Regions from separate parts of the Zea mays genome. Here all the other regions are linked to region 1. A link is a contact called in public Hi-C data. All regions are on one chromosome and are shown on one strand. Each heading gives the region's core, a stretch centred on a gene start, on an enhancer-like site or on the middle of the called end of the contact. The rest is flanking DNA. Distances are from core to core; before and after follow the strand shown.

Region 1 (4,960 bases), core at 1,375-3,874:
TTTTCTCCTCTTTGCGAGATGGAGCAGCAGCCAAAATAGCATGATCCCAGAACGCAAGTGCATGATCAGATCAGCATTCACGAACGAACAGAAACAAAAAGGCAACAGCCAAAGACCAATGCCGCCGGCCGGTATCACACTCACTCATCTCCAGTATACGAACGTGCAGTATACACACACACACAGAGACACCTACCATACAATGAAGATACACACACTAGCTAGCTAACCCAACCCATCGTAAGGCCTACTACTCTGAAGATCAGATCAGATCAGATAGATATATAGTGAGACGCCCCCGACGACGACGACGATGAGGTATATATATATATATTACATAGACAGCGGCAAGCGGCCGGCGTTGGAGGTCTTTTCCTCCTGCTTCCGGCGCCGCAGCACGACGCCCCACGTGACGGCCTCCAGCGCCACGGCGACGGCGGCCAGCACGGAGACGGCGGCGACGTAGCCCGTCCTCCACCTCCGCTCCACGTCCAGGATGGCCATGCCCTTGAAGACGTTGACGACGCCCAGCACGATCACCGTGTACCCCACCGAGTGGTGGTACGCGTTCCAGTACACCCGGTACTTGTGCTCCTTCTTCGGCCTCAAGAACAGCGCAAAGACCTACTAGCAGCCAAAAGCAAAGCAGAGCAGAGCAAAGCCAAAGCCATGAGAAGGAAGGATGGGTCATGGGTGTGTGCTGCGCCTGCGCTGCGCTGTGAAGTGTGGAGTCAGTTACCTGCAGAGTGCCGAGGGCGAAGACCGTGATCCCGATGTTCCGGTGGAGCGAGTAGGTGATCCCCTTGGACAGGTTCCCGAGGTGGATGCCGGTGGCCCAGCCGGACACCCCGACGCCGTACCCGGCCAGCTGGCACGCCACGTGGAGGTAGAACCAGGCCGGGTCGGCGGACCTGAACGTCTTGAGGTACCGAGCGAAGGTGGCGCCCATGGGCAGCAGGAGGCCCCAGCTCACGGCGTTCAGGATCCCGTGCGTCTGCGTGCCGGATCAGAACGGTTTCAGTTAATCAGTTCGATCTACTACTGGACAGTATAGTAATAGCAGTGCGTCGAAATCCGTAGTGTACGTACGTACGGGTGAGGAAGACAGGAGCCTGATGTACTGTCAGTCTGTCACACGGTCAGCAAACGCTGCCTGCCGTACGGACTAGGACTAAGGGGGTGTTTGGTTGCCCCTGCTAAAGTTTAGCCCGGGTCACATCAAGCGTTTGACTTTCAAATAAGAGTATGAAATATAGACCCAACCAACTGGACTAGATTCGTCTCGTCTTTTAATCTTCGGCTGAGAAATTAGTTTTATAATCCGACTACATTTAATACCCGAAACGGAGGTTCAAACATTCGATGTGACGGGGGCTAAATTTTAGTTTGGGGTAACCAAACACCCCCTAATACGGTTTTGATTTCAGTCGGGGACTATCGTAGAACAACATGACTTCACGCATTTTCCAATCCTGGAAATTTTAAATCGGTCCCTACATCGACATGCGACAAACTTAAATTTGTGTGGCTTGTTTTTTTTCAGATAAAGGAATTATCTCTTTTTTTTCAGTTGCAGTAACGCTTCATGTGAAGGTGCCTCATGTGAATACAGTAACGCTTCATGTGGATACAGAAGAGCTCCTTTGCTAAAAAGGTTATTCTTTTTTTATTATTAAAAAAAGGTGAAAATTGGGTCAGGGATCGAACACTAGTAGAGCTGTGCTGTGAATGGGATCAAATTGTCTCTAAAATTTTGCACCGGGGCGTGATAAGCAAAGAAACGAACGGATGGTTTAGCACGAACAGACAAAAGGGGGGGAACGGAGCCGGAGCGACTCACATTTTTCTTCCTGAGGATACTGCCCCCACCGCTGGCGGCGGCGGTGGCGCCGGTGAGGAGGTTCAGCGTGCCCTTGGCGTTCATGTTGTCGCCTTTCATTTCGTGTATCTGGATCCCGCCGGAGTAGGGCCCCACCTGCCACACCTGGTTGACCTCGGCGCCGCCCGTGCCGTTCGGGAGCTTGAGCGTGCCGAAGATCCGGACGCGGCCGTCGCCGCCGAGCTCGGCGGCGAGGTCGGACGTCGGGTAGGCGAGGGGGGCCCCCGGGGAGCCGAGCGAGGTGCCGGAGATGCTGTAGGTCTGCACCTCGTACGCGCCGCCGCCGCCGCCGCCGCCGCTGGGGACGGCCACCAGCGCCTGCGTGCCGTCCATGCTCTGGCCCTTGGGGTTCAGGCCCCAGGCGACCCACCCGCCGGCGGACGGCGGGGCCGCCAGGAACGCCACCGACAGGGACGACGCCGCGGCGTCGTAGGACCAGTGCAGCGACGCGCCGAGGCGGGGCAGGTCGGCGCACGTCTGGAACACGCGGTTGCTGGACAATTTCTCCGCCGCGCAGGCACCGGCGCCGGCGCCCGCCGCGCGCGCGGGCGCGTACGCCGCCGCCACCGTGGCGGCGAGGACGGCCAGGAGGAGCCGCGGGAAGGACATGGCCGCGGCCGCGCGCGGGGGCAGTCTTGCGGGTGGGGCAGGAACTGTAGCCTCCGAGCCCAAGGAGGGGAAACGAGAAACTCAGGAAAAAGAGAAGGGTTGCGGATTTTTGGGTCCGTAGTTGGAGCTCAGATTCTGCAGTGGGCAGTGGGCGCGGTTAATAAGGAGGAGGACACGAGGCCGGAGAGGACGGTGGACAGGTGGATGCCTGCGATTGGTCACCGCGCCCGTTTACATGAATCCATTCATGGAACGGAGAAGTATTTTGTGCTACACAACACAAATCTTCCGTGCGTAAGTTAATGATGCTGACGATCTTTCAGTTACTGAGAGGGGAAAAGTGAAGTCAAAAAAATGTCAGTATGTATTACTTATATTTATTTGTGCTCCACTCTCCCAGTCTGCAAAAATGAGCGCGGGGCACAACTGTTTATTTTCAATATAGAATAAATATTATAAATATTGTGAATATAGAAACCGTACGAATACTTCATACGCACAAAAACTGATTAGTCACATTCGAAATGACTATATGAGCACGAATGCTTTTTTTTACAAAGAGACAAAGCCCTCTATTTTATTATAAAATACTCCCTCCATTCATAAATATATGGCATCGTTAACTTTTAAAAAAACTTTGACAACTTGTCTTATTCAAAAAAAATGAGTTGTCATTTTTTATGATTTGTTTTTATGGTAGTTTGTGGTTGACTTAAAATTTTACATTTTTGAATAAGACAAGACAACGGTATCATAAATTTGTGAATGGTGGTAGTAGGATCCAAAGTTCATCAAGTGATACAAATGATCCATCATGACCGGCACATTGGCCTAGCCCATCTAGATGGAGCACTTTCAGGAAAAAGGATAAGCAGACCACAACAGGAACCACAAACGCAGATACAAACATATTATTAAGCTTCCCCTCGTGAGGCGATACAAGGGACATCTCAAACTATTGCAAACATCAACTAGCAACTCCAGAACAAAGGCTTTGTCATACAAAGCTCCCAGCAGTTCGTCTATCCAACGGCTCCCATCTAAAAGCACGCTTCAAAGCTTCATCTGTCGTCCTTCTGATGCACCATCTTTCTTTTATTTTGGAGGGAGAAGCTTTCAACTTAGGTTCTGTTAGCAGGCAACCTAATTTTTATTTTTTTTAGCTAGGAGAAATCAGCTTCTTAGTTTTTAAGAAACTGAGAATTGAATTCCTATAAATTGAGGTATAAGGCTGGGCACAGTCGCGAGCTGTAAAAGATACGCTATACACATGCAGTCACACATGCAGTAAGAAAAGGGTGCAACAGCGGACGCTATCACCTGCGCTATTTTGCAGTCACACATCCAGAACTCTGCAGGTAGAGCTGTACGGGCATCAACGCTATAGCAATAAAATAAACCGGACGGAGGTAGAGCTGTACGGGCATCAACTCTGCAGGTAGAGCTACAGGCAGAGAGCAGCAGCATGGGTACGGTGTGTTGGTATAGAGTTGAGATATAGAGTAAACATGACTGTAGAAGATTGTGGTATAGAGTAGATAATCTTGCTGACGGGGATAGAATATTCCTTTTAGAGTAGAAATTTAGAGTAGTATGAATGCGGATAGCCTAAATCGGTATGTTTGAAACTATCTTAATTTCATAAATCAGTTTCTTAAAAACTAGGTGCTTACAATCAGAACCTTAATAACTTGTGTTGACTTTTTTTTGAAATCCTTTCGGACTAAAACGAGTGACCAACATAAAGGTTGCATAACATTCGTGCCAGACTCCGCACGTTAGCCAGGTCAGTGCTTACGCATTGCTGTTACTGCTGCTGCCCGTCGGGTCGGGTCAGCGCTGGGCTGCCACCAAGGGCATTGTAGCCGAAGCACTGGCCAGTCGCCGAATCTGAGGTTGAGCACGTGAATTGCCAAACTGATGAAGAAGGACTGAAGGAGGTGCGGAGGAGCGCTGTGGACCCTGGAGCGGGTTGGCCACGGCGGTCAGTCCGCCTCGCCAAGACGAAGATCTTCATGCAGAGACTCGGCTGCGGGCTGCGCCAGCCACAGACTCTCCGGTCACCCTCGTGTTTGTCTGTCGTGCGAGTCTGTCTGTCTGTCTGTCTCGTCCTCCCGGTCCGTCGCAGGCCTGGTTTTTAGGGCTGGAAATAGATGTCTGGAAATTCAAATTATCCGTATTCGTATTTGCTAAAACTGCTAATATGGATATCCGTATCCGTATTCGATTTTAATATGGATGTCAAATGGATATATTTGATTTCGATTTATAGTACTTTTCTTTATCCGATTTCATATTCGTATTCGAAAAAACCATGAAACATTCGATGTTATCCGTATTCGTGAAAAAAATGTTCCATGAAACCATTTAAAACTTAACTTTATCACTAATTACTAATTAAAAATGATTTTAAGTTTAATAATATACTAAAAATGATATATATCATTTAAAATATTAAAAAAATATTTATAT
Region 2 (4,725 bases), core at 1,933-4,432, 200 kb after region 1:
TTGCCTCTACCGTGTCTTCCTTGTCAGCGAAACTTGGTCGCTATGTTGAGGAGGTCGGTGTCCGTCTTTAGTCGCCCTCGTTCGAGCTCATGGACTAGGGCCTCGTTGGTGGTGCTATAGGTGAAGGCACTCACCACATCAGCGTCGGTGGCGTCTGGGAGTTCGTTCCTTTTCTGTGAGAACCTCCGGATATAGTCCTAGAGGCTCTCACCGCTCTTTTGGGTACACCTCTTGAGGGCCCAGGAGCTTCTAGGGCACTTGTAGGTGCCTTGAAAGTTTCCGTCGAAGGCCCTTTGGAGGTTGGCCCAGTCATGTATGGTGCTGGCCGGTAGATGCTCAAGCCAGGCCCTCGCTCCTTCCGCAAGGTGGACATGGAGGAACTAGATGACCAGGTGGTCATCCTTGATCCCCACCATGCGACACGTGAGGCGGTAGTCCTCTAGCCACATGTCAGGGTTCATGGAACCATCGTATTTGAAAATGTTGGCTGGCACACGTACCTTTGTGGGGAACTACGCCTTTCTGATCTCGTGCCCAAAGGCACGCGATCCCGGCCTAGGTGGGATGGGGCTATGCGTGTGCCTTCTTTTCTCACAGTAGCTCGTCTTCTTCTTGTTCCCGACGCCTGTTGTCGAGGATGTGTCGGGCGTCGTGAATGCCACCAATGCGGTGCTTTATATGGACGCACGTCGGAGTAGATTGGGAGGTCTGTGCCCCCTTGCTTCAGGACGAGGCCGTGTGTGTGTCACGGCTCTCCATGCCGGTGTGTTGCCACCGATCAACCTCAACTTGTTATACCACAACCCTCTACAACAAGTTGCATAGGTTCTAGTACATCGCCTTCGCCTCGGGCTCATCCAGTTTGGGGATCAATCGGAGAATCATGGCCACTGCAACCATGTTTTGACCGGGGTTGAGGAAGTACTGCGCACCATCGCTACTTTCAGTGACCTGATCGCAAATCTTCCTCGCCCCGTCCTTTCGGCTCTGAGGTGTATTTTCTCAATGTTGTCATAAACCCGATCGAGCCTCTTGACGAGTGAGTCGAGCTCCTCCTCCTACTGTTGGAGGGCAGCCTCGTGGGTGAGTATGCGTGCTTGACGCTGGTGCTGGTATTCTTCTTCTTGGTTGTGAGCTTTCAAGTCTCCCCCTCCATTGTCGGCTCATGGTGCGTGGCCACGAAATAGGCCCTTTCTTACGCCTCATCGGAGTCCAAGCTAGGCTCCGTCGAGGCACTGCTTGAGTCGTCCTCGAGGAGGTCGAGGATGGATGTAGGTTGGCGACCGAGGACGACCACCATGGCTAATGGTGGGATTACTTCCGCCCATTGCTTAACGACAACGACAGATTTGTTGAGGCACCGTTTGAGCTAAGGCGTTGTTTCTCTGCCTTGGTCCTGGTGGAATGCCTGGCCCGGGCCTATGGCTAACGAGGCGAAGTTTGCCGGTCTCCTCGCCGAGGAAGTCGAGGGAGACGAAGGTGATCCGACTCCCGAGAGCGAAATCCTCGCCCTTGGCGAATGTCGAATAGCTGGCCATCAAAGTGAAAAAGTCACTTTAGCACGCTTGCGATCTCCTACCTGGTGCGCTAATCGTCGTGGTTTCGGAAATTAGGAGGACAATAGATTTGTGTTCGGTGGGGGATGCAAGCGCGGACTCACTTTAAATGGTGGATCACGAGGATCCAAGCTGGGACACAGGGGTTATACTGGTTTAGGCCGAGGCCCTAGTCCAGTGTAGTGCTGATTGTTGTATTGCTCATAAGTGTGTTACAACAAGTGTGTTTGTGTCTAGAAGGAAGATTGTCCCGCCCTTTTATAGCTCAAGGGTGGACTTCATAGTTGGGACTTGTATTCTACTCGGGGGTCTTCGGCTTGTTGCCCCTAGGCTGCTCTAGCCCTCCCGGCATCGCCTGTGTGGGTGTGCGTTATGTCCTGTCCTCCCTCCATACGGGTCACTGTAGCTTGCTCGGTATCAACGTTGCGGTACCCGACGGGTCCTGCAAAGTGGGCTTACGACAAGGTTTAGGGTTGTGTCCAGTACAACTTAATCTTCTGTCATACCCCTTGCGTCACTATCCAGCACGCGTAGGTATACACCCGATATGTGGTATTGTCTCGTTCTTTTCCGTATTGTAGAGACTTCAATGGTGATGTTTCCATGACTAGAGTTGACTGACCCCGCAAGTTAGTGAGGGTATATCGTGGGCGCACGCGGGGGTGTTCCATCATGTCTGTCAGAGACCGTTTGGTACTGTATGTACGATCTAGACGTTGTTTGATGATATTGCATCTTGTCTCGGCCATCATGGGCCAAAAGCGTCGTCCCGGGTTCCTTCCTTGCGGGTCCGCTTGGCAGGGACTTGGTCATTCGCCCCGGCTCACAGACTTGTTCGGCGGGGGTTTGGTCGTTCATCCCGTCTCGTAGGTTTGCTCAGTGAGGACTTGGTCGTTCGTCCCGCCTCACGGGCTTGCTCGACGGGGACTTGGCCGTTCGCCCCGCCTCGCACACTTGCTCGGTTTGCTTGCCCTGGCTCGTAGGTAGACCTGATCATGGGCCACCGGACCCGACCAACCCGACCCGATCCCGCCCCAAAAAACCCGGCCTGATCCGACCCGACCAATGCAATGGGCGGGTACAAGCCATAATTTTTTACCCGTTATAATTCACGGGCCGGGTACGGGGACCCAAAAACCGTCCCAACCCGAAAAAACCCGACCCGACACGTCAAACATGGAGGCACGGGCTAACACGACCCGACACTAGGCACGGGTCGCGGTACGGGCCGTGATAAATGGCCCACGACCCGACCCGACCTGACGTTTGAACATGTCAACTTGTAGGCTTACTCGACGGGGACTTAGTCGTTCGCCCCGCCTCACAGACTTACTCGGCGGGGACTTGATCATTCAGCCTGACTTGGAGACTTGCTCGGCAAATGGGTCAGAGAGAGATTGCATGCCTTACTATGGATACTCCTTTCCTAAGTAATCGACAGTGGGAACTGGCTTAATTACATGAAAAGGCCCACTTAAATCTGACCCAGCACAGGGACTCAACTTGCCGTGTTATTCTCCGAATAGCTGACATTTTCAGCGAAGCGAGGCCCAATAGCATACGAGCCCATCCACCCCGATCCAACCGTCCGGCTGCACAACACATATGAACACATCCCAGCCGCCCATTCGACCAGTCTGTCTTCGCTAGGGTTTTTAGCCCGTATAAGAGCCCCTTCCTCACTCCGGAACCCCATTCCCCGCCGCCTCGCGCCCCCGCTCGCTTCACTTCTCTAGGTGCGCACCGATCAGAAGGTGCCTGCCTCCTCCTCGTCGGCGAAAGTATCCCGCTGGTTTCCTTGTTCCTTTGCTCGATGTTTGCTCATCGCCTCATGTTTGCGTGTTTGCTGTTGTTTGTCGGTGGTCGGTGGGTGACGGAGCAGAGATGGCGGTGCCGCTGCTGACGAAGAAGATCGTGAAGAAGCGGGTCAAGCAGTTCAAGAGGCCCCACCTCGACCGCTACAAGTGCCTTAAGGTTTGAATCTCCACCCTCTTGTCATCTCTGGAATGGACTGTTCTTCGGAGGTGGATCTGTGTACTTGATAGAAGTCGATGGTTTGTAGAGCAGCGATATTCTTATGTTGCCTTGGCACTGGCTTAACACATGATGTATTGATACAGTATGATTACGTGCCTGGTTTAATCTTGCCTAGATCCGCATCGTTAATGTTTGTAACTGTAATTAGCTACGAGCGCTGGTTTAATCGTACCTAGATGGTTAGATCCAACCGGCTTATTTTGTAACTAGCCCATATATAGTTTTCTTGAATGGCATGCCGATGCTTGGTGACAGCAGATTTGCGTTACCTAGACTGCAAGTGCTTCAAACTGAAGTATTGAACTGCCTCTGTTTGGGTTGAATAAGTGTATTTGAACTCCCACGGACATATATATAGCAGCATAGATAATTACATTGCTTATCCCTTGCCCAATGGAATTTTCTCGCTTGATGTCATGGAATTTTTCGCATGTTTCTATTTTTATGTAGAGAAACATAACAATCATAGGGTTTTTCTGGTGTACATGATGAAATGCCCCCCTTTTGACATAATTTTGGTTCCTTCTGGTTATTCTGGCTCATATACTGTACAGTTAACCATGGTTGCATAAATTGAAATTTTGCGACAGCACATTTATGGAAGAGATATCATTTGAAGTTTTTGATTGCACCAGACAGTTAATGCTGGTTCCTATAGTTTATTGTTTTCAGAGCAGTCCATTTATACAAAAACGATCTTTTTTTGCTTAATACATTATTAGTACTCTTATCTTGTATCAGATCACAGCTTTAATATTTTTATAAACTGTTATCTTGGATAGCATTTTGTTCTGTCTGCTTAGCTTCTAGTTATGTAGCTGTATGACATGGAACTTTGAATACTTCCTTTGATCATAAGTTCGATTGTTTCCATGGCTGGGCTCAATTTTGAAGTTGGGTTTGCATATTATCATACTCTTATACTAACACGAGGTTCTTGTTGATAGAACCCTTTGCATATTGCTTCTTATGCATGGTTAGCCAAATAGAGGAAACACTGATAGATTTTGGTAGAACATTGTGGATTGGATTAGTTGTGGTATCTAGAATTCCCTCATTTTTCAATTTGTTTATTTCTATGTATGCCAATTACTTGCAGACATCTATTGAGCTTGTTTTTCTTATACCATTT
Region 3 (4,945 bases), core at 525-3,024, 240 kb before region 1:
GCGAATAAGGTTTTTGGGAAGCGTCTTCACGCGACTGCTCGTGATCTTCGACATCGTCGACCCAGCTGATTCTGACGCGCGTCAACTATCAGTAAGTCTAATCAGTACGCATCATCTGATTTGACTTTTATTTCAGTTCTTCTGATTTGGTCATGATTTATATTCGGAATTTAATTTGGAATTTGTCTAATTATTCAACACATATAGAGTTTTTTTAATATTCCTGTTACAGTTGCATCTGATAAGCGAAAATTTTCTAAATTGAAGATATCGAAGTTCTATTTGCGTTTTATATAATGACAAAAAACTTAATGCATTAGATATAGTAGTAATTGACAGTAAAATGCTGGGGAAGATTCAGTATAAAAATATCATCGACGATTTTATTTTAAAGAACACCAAAAAAATAATGCGTTCTAAATAAAGATTACATAATCGATACAATATTTAATTTTCATTATATCATGTGTACATATATACACAAATTAAAGTTACTCCATATTTTTTTTATGTTTTGCACAGGGTCTCCTAAAACGACGGGACGCCCCTGGAACCTTATTAATTCTCATGTTGATATCATGTTTGTGCTCAAGAATCCATGGTGTCTAGAAGGCTCGCTCGCCGCGCTCGCCACAGTACACCTCTTCGACAATCTATCGTGGCCGCTTCTGAAACAAGGACATGAGCGGCTTCAGTAACCCGCTACGGTCTCGTCTGCCCTTGCAAACCTGCTGTGATGATCAGATCAGCAATATACACAGTATATATGCAACAATGAAGAATATATATAACACTATTATTTGTCTTGTGCGGAGATTATATATTATTGCGCCTTGTACCCACCGTCAGCTTGCCGACCAGCAACGACGACGCAGCCGCCCGGCCCGTCTGATTGATCTTGACGTTCTTTTCGCTGTCATCACGGTTGCTCCTTCTTGGACGCCTGCTCTCGCTGTGGGAAGGGAGGACGAGCACGAGCACCTTCTTCCAGCTCCAGCCGTCACCACCGAAGCAACGCGGGCGGACCTGCTGCTGCTGGCTCATCGCGCGCCCCAGCCGATGATTCACAGCTGGAGCTCCCTGCTGCTCTTCGCTATGAACACCAACAGCGGCCTGAAAAAAAGCGAGGCTTTATTTTGCTACCTCGTGGGAACATGAGTACGTGTGTATACGACCGGCAATCGAAGTGTTCTCGGAACCGACCAGTAACGCACCATGATTGTGTCCGTGTCCCGACAACGCGGCGGCGGCGGCGGTGGTATGGAGCTTACAGGCGTGGTCGCCGACGCCGTCTGCCGCGCCAACGCCCTCAGCTGCCGCGAGTACTCGAGCAGGTCCGCCCGCCGGTCACCGCTCTGGGCTTTGCCGTCGTTCCGTCGCCGCCGCTGCATGCCAGGACGACCACCACTACCGCCATGCGAGCGACGGTGGTGGTCATCGTGACGCTCCTGCCTGTTGTGGTGGTGGTGATGCGACGACGACGACGCCGTGGAGCCGCCGCGGTCCCTTGGCTGTGTCACGTAGAACGTCACCAGCACAGGCCTCCCACCCTGCTGCTGCCGCCGCCGCCGCCGCTTCTTCTTGTTCATCCGTATAGGCCGCCGTAGCTCGATCAAGAACCCAGCAGATGTGGTAAAAGTATAGCCTGTCCTGTCGTCGTCGTCGATGTCTGCTACCTCGCTAGACGCAGCGGAATATGTACGCTCTGCACTGGATAATGTTTCGCGGTGCCTCGGAGAATTCGAAGACGCTAAGGTAGTGTTTGGTTGAGGAGCCAAGTAGAACGGAGCCATTCTATCCCTGATTCTAGGAACAGAGCCGCTCTGTTCTGTGTTTGGTAATCTAGAACAGAGCGGCTCTGTTTTTTGTTTGGTTGCAGAGTGAATGGAACGGAGCGTGACTGTGAGAGAGGAATGGGAACGGAGCGGCTCCGTCCGGTTCCAGGTGCAATCCGACACAAACGAAACGAACAGGGCCTCAATGTGAATCCACCCAGGTGTCGATTGGCCCGGTGCGCTTCGTCCTGTAACTACCAAAGGCCATCAGAGCTTTCGGTTGAACCAAAGCCTTGTTTACCACACCATTATACTTGGTCATACATCATAGTAGCCTCGAACAATTAAGAAAACGTCATGCTGAATTTGCTGTTTTGTAGTCTCCACCATGCATACTGACTAAATTGTTGCATCTCCCCTGTCCCTTGCTGTTTGGATTACGACAGCTAGCTTTATTAGTTTGCCTTGGATATTGTTTTCTAGAATAGGTGTGGCATTGGATTGGCGAACAGGTCCCTTGGTAACCAAATTTGGCTCTTTTTTGTTTTAGTAGGTAATTTGTTTGGCCGGGTTCGTTAATTGATTCGGTTTAGTTGTCAAATTTGTATTGTAATGATTAAAGCTCTCACGGTCGATATGATATGATTAATCAGCTAGGCATAATTGCTAATCGCTTTGTTAGCCTAATTAAGGTCTAGTTTGGTACTCTAGCTAGGAATGTGGGAGATATGAATTGATTGGAATGAAATTTGGCTTGTTCGCCTTGACGTCAATCTATGTGAATTTGATGACATTGAGTCAGTTTAAATCAATCAATAGCGAGTTAAAATCCATCTCAATCACACTCAACCCCCTTCAATTCACATGGAACCGAAATAACCAGACAAAGCTTGAGGAGGATTTTGATCTATTAGGACCAGTTTGGCAGCCGCGGTTATTTTAGCACAGGAAAAAACTCCAGCGGAGGGTTTTATCCATACATTCATTTTTCAGGCCATGTTCGTTTGATCCTAAAACCATAGGGATTGAGGGGGATTGGAAGGGATTGGAGAGGATTTTGACTTGTAGGGGATTTAATCCCCCTCAATCCCTATGGATTGGCACAAAACGAACATGGCCTCAGTGGGTAAAAACCACTGACAGGACAATTTAATCAGTGGTCGTTTGGAAGGAGCAACTGCCATTCAGTTTAGTACATACACGAATGCATACTGGTGACATTTTTCTGTATGCCATTCGGTTTGGGACATATTGCATACACGAATGCATACAAGAACAGTCACCATGCATACACGGCATACAAGAATGCATATAGAAGCAACCAGGTTTTAAACAAGAATTCATACAGAATGCATACAAGAACAGTCACCATGGTTTTAAACCAGCAATAGAAGAATATCTCAAAGTGCAACTGCCATTCAGTTTAGTGCAACTGCCATACAGGAATTAATTCAAACAAGCAATACAAGAACTATACTGAACCATACAAGGCATCATTTCTCATAAGGTAGATGGTTCTCAGCCATCTGCTTGCCCAGGAAATTACTGGGAAAATCATTCCACCAACAGATTAGTGCAACTGCCATTCAATTTTCCATAGGTTAGAGCTGAAACTGTACTACAATCACCATAACAGAACTATAGTTGTCTGAAAAAAAGATAACATGCAACTAAGATTAGTACAAGGAAGATTAGTACAAGGGAACAAATAACATCTATAGTATCTAGAATATCTCAAAGTGTAGTAGCTTAAATGTTCTCAGCAGAAAAAACAGTGAACAAAAATAATTCTATTTTGCCACTTGTTAGCCATGCCACAACCTTAGCATACACTAAACCTTAGTAATACCAAATTGTGGTAATCGAAACAAACTCTATGATCCTAACATCTTAATTATACTATATTTGAATCATTTGTTGGTTTCAAATGACACAAGACACAATTAATGACCATATAATATAACCTACACAACAACAAAAGAATTACATAAATCATAATTATTCTAGCCACCTAATTTGCTTTCGGAGCCGATGCAGCAGTGAGAAATCCAGGAGGCAGACGAAGTGGCCTACGCCTACCACCATAACTCCATGAGCAAGTAGCACCAGCAACGGACCATTCCACAGGCGGCACTATGATATCTAGGAGAGTAAGTGAGTAACCAAAGGCTGAAGTCGCGAGTCCAAGAAACGAACCATTCCAACCTGGACGCGGCGTGCACGACAAACCGCGAGTGGCCTTTTCTGACAGAAAGTCGATGGATAGACACGCTCGTGGGTTGCCGCGACTCGCAGGAGGAGGGGGGAGGGCTCGACTGGTGCTAGGCGGTTTTGCCTACCCCGCGCAAACCTTGTCGAGATCAAAAGGAGCATGCGGGAAGGAGGCGGAGGTGCTCGCGGAGATGGCGGTGGAGGAGACGTGTGTGGGGATGGACCTCGCGGGGATGGTGTCCAAGGAGGCGTGCGTGGGGATGGAGTTCGATGGAGATGGGATGAGGACGACCGGGAGAATCGCCTGGCCTCCCAAGGCCAGGGTTGTTTCCCGAAAATAGTCTTTTTTGGACGAATCTCAGTCCGATTGTGGGCTGCCAAATGACACAGATGAACAACCCATGGACAATCTTCGTGTGGGCTTTCTTCCCGGAGAAAAGGCTGGAAAACTGGTTGGGTTTTGGTCTGCCAAACCAGCCCTTAGAGATTTAAACACCCTCTAATTCTTCCAATAATCCATTATAATCCAAGAGTATCAAAACAAGGTTTAAAGGTTTTCAGAGACTAGTGAAAGATATTAAAAGAGACAGGCCCTGTTAGCAATTCAAATAAAAAGACAAAAAACATGTCGCTCAGCTTTCGACCGGTAAAAAGATCTGTTTGGTAACCAAAGTTGACGCTTTTTTGTTTGAGTAGGTAATTTGTTTGGCCGGATTCATTAATTGATCCAGTTTAGTTGTCAAATTTGATATTGTAATGATTTAATCTCACACGGTCGATAAGATATGATTAATCAGCTAGGCATAATTGCTAATCGCTTTGTTAGCCTAATTAAGGTCTATTTTGGGTACTCTAGCCAGGAATGTGGGAGATACGAGTGGATTCGACTGTATTGAGGGCATATTCGTCTTAATGTTAATTCATGTGGATTTGCTGGGATTGAGTCGTTTAAATTCATA

What was found. Hi-C and Micro-C count contacts between places; a contact is called where the count stands out from the background.
Region 2: a contact with region 1 is called in a Hi-C map of ear, with 2.7 times the contacts expected there. The contact joins the promoter of LOC109946017 here to the promoter of LOC103653190 in region 1. A contact is called at or near these places in 8 of 25 Hi-C or Micro-C datasets (bundle sheath, ear, endosperm and 1 more) and 1 of 3 datasets of contacts at active chromatin or transcription factors (seedling).
Region 3: a Hi-C map of bundle sheath shows a contact between it and region 1, with 4 times the contacts expected there. The contact joins the promoter of LOC103653187 here to the promoter of LOC103653190 in region 1. A contact is called at or near these places in 6 of 25 Hi-C or Micro-C datasets (bundle sheath, leaf and seedling).

Annotation. Positions count from the first base shown.
Region 1 is chr4:44,963,031-44,967,990 of Zm-B73-REFERENCE-NAM-5.0, forward strand. It overlaps LOC103653190 (cytochrome b561 and DOMON domain-containing protein At5g47530), which reads right to left and starts at 2,625. Exons shown (of 3, transcript XM_008680150.4): 1 at 1,841-2,625; 2 at 740-994; 3 at 50-624. The coding sequence starts at 2,488. The coding sequence ends at 334.
Region 2 is chr4:45,162,131-45,166,855 of Zm-B73-REFERENCE-NAM-5.0, forward strand. It overlaps LOC109946017 (60S ribosomal protein L32-1), which reads left to right and starts at 3,183. Exons shown (of 4, transcript NM_001364995.1): 1 at 3,183-3,310; 2 at 3,439-3,530. The coding sequence starts at 3,441.
Region 3 is chr4:44,724,336-44,729,280 of Zm-B73-REFERENCE-NAM-5.0, forward strand. LOC103653187 reads right to left here and starts at 1,775. Exons shown (of 3, transcript XM_020551826.1): 1 at 1,215-1,775; 2 at 844-1,113; 3 at 362-731. The coding sequence starts at 1,589. The coding sequence ends at 654. LOC103653188 (a long non-coding RNA gene) reads right to left here and starts at 4,352. Exons shown (of 2, transcript XR_565299.4): 1 at 3,787-4,352; 2 at 3,086-3,423.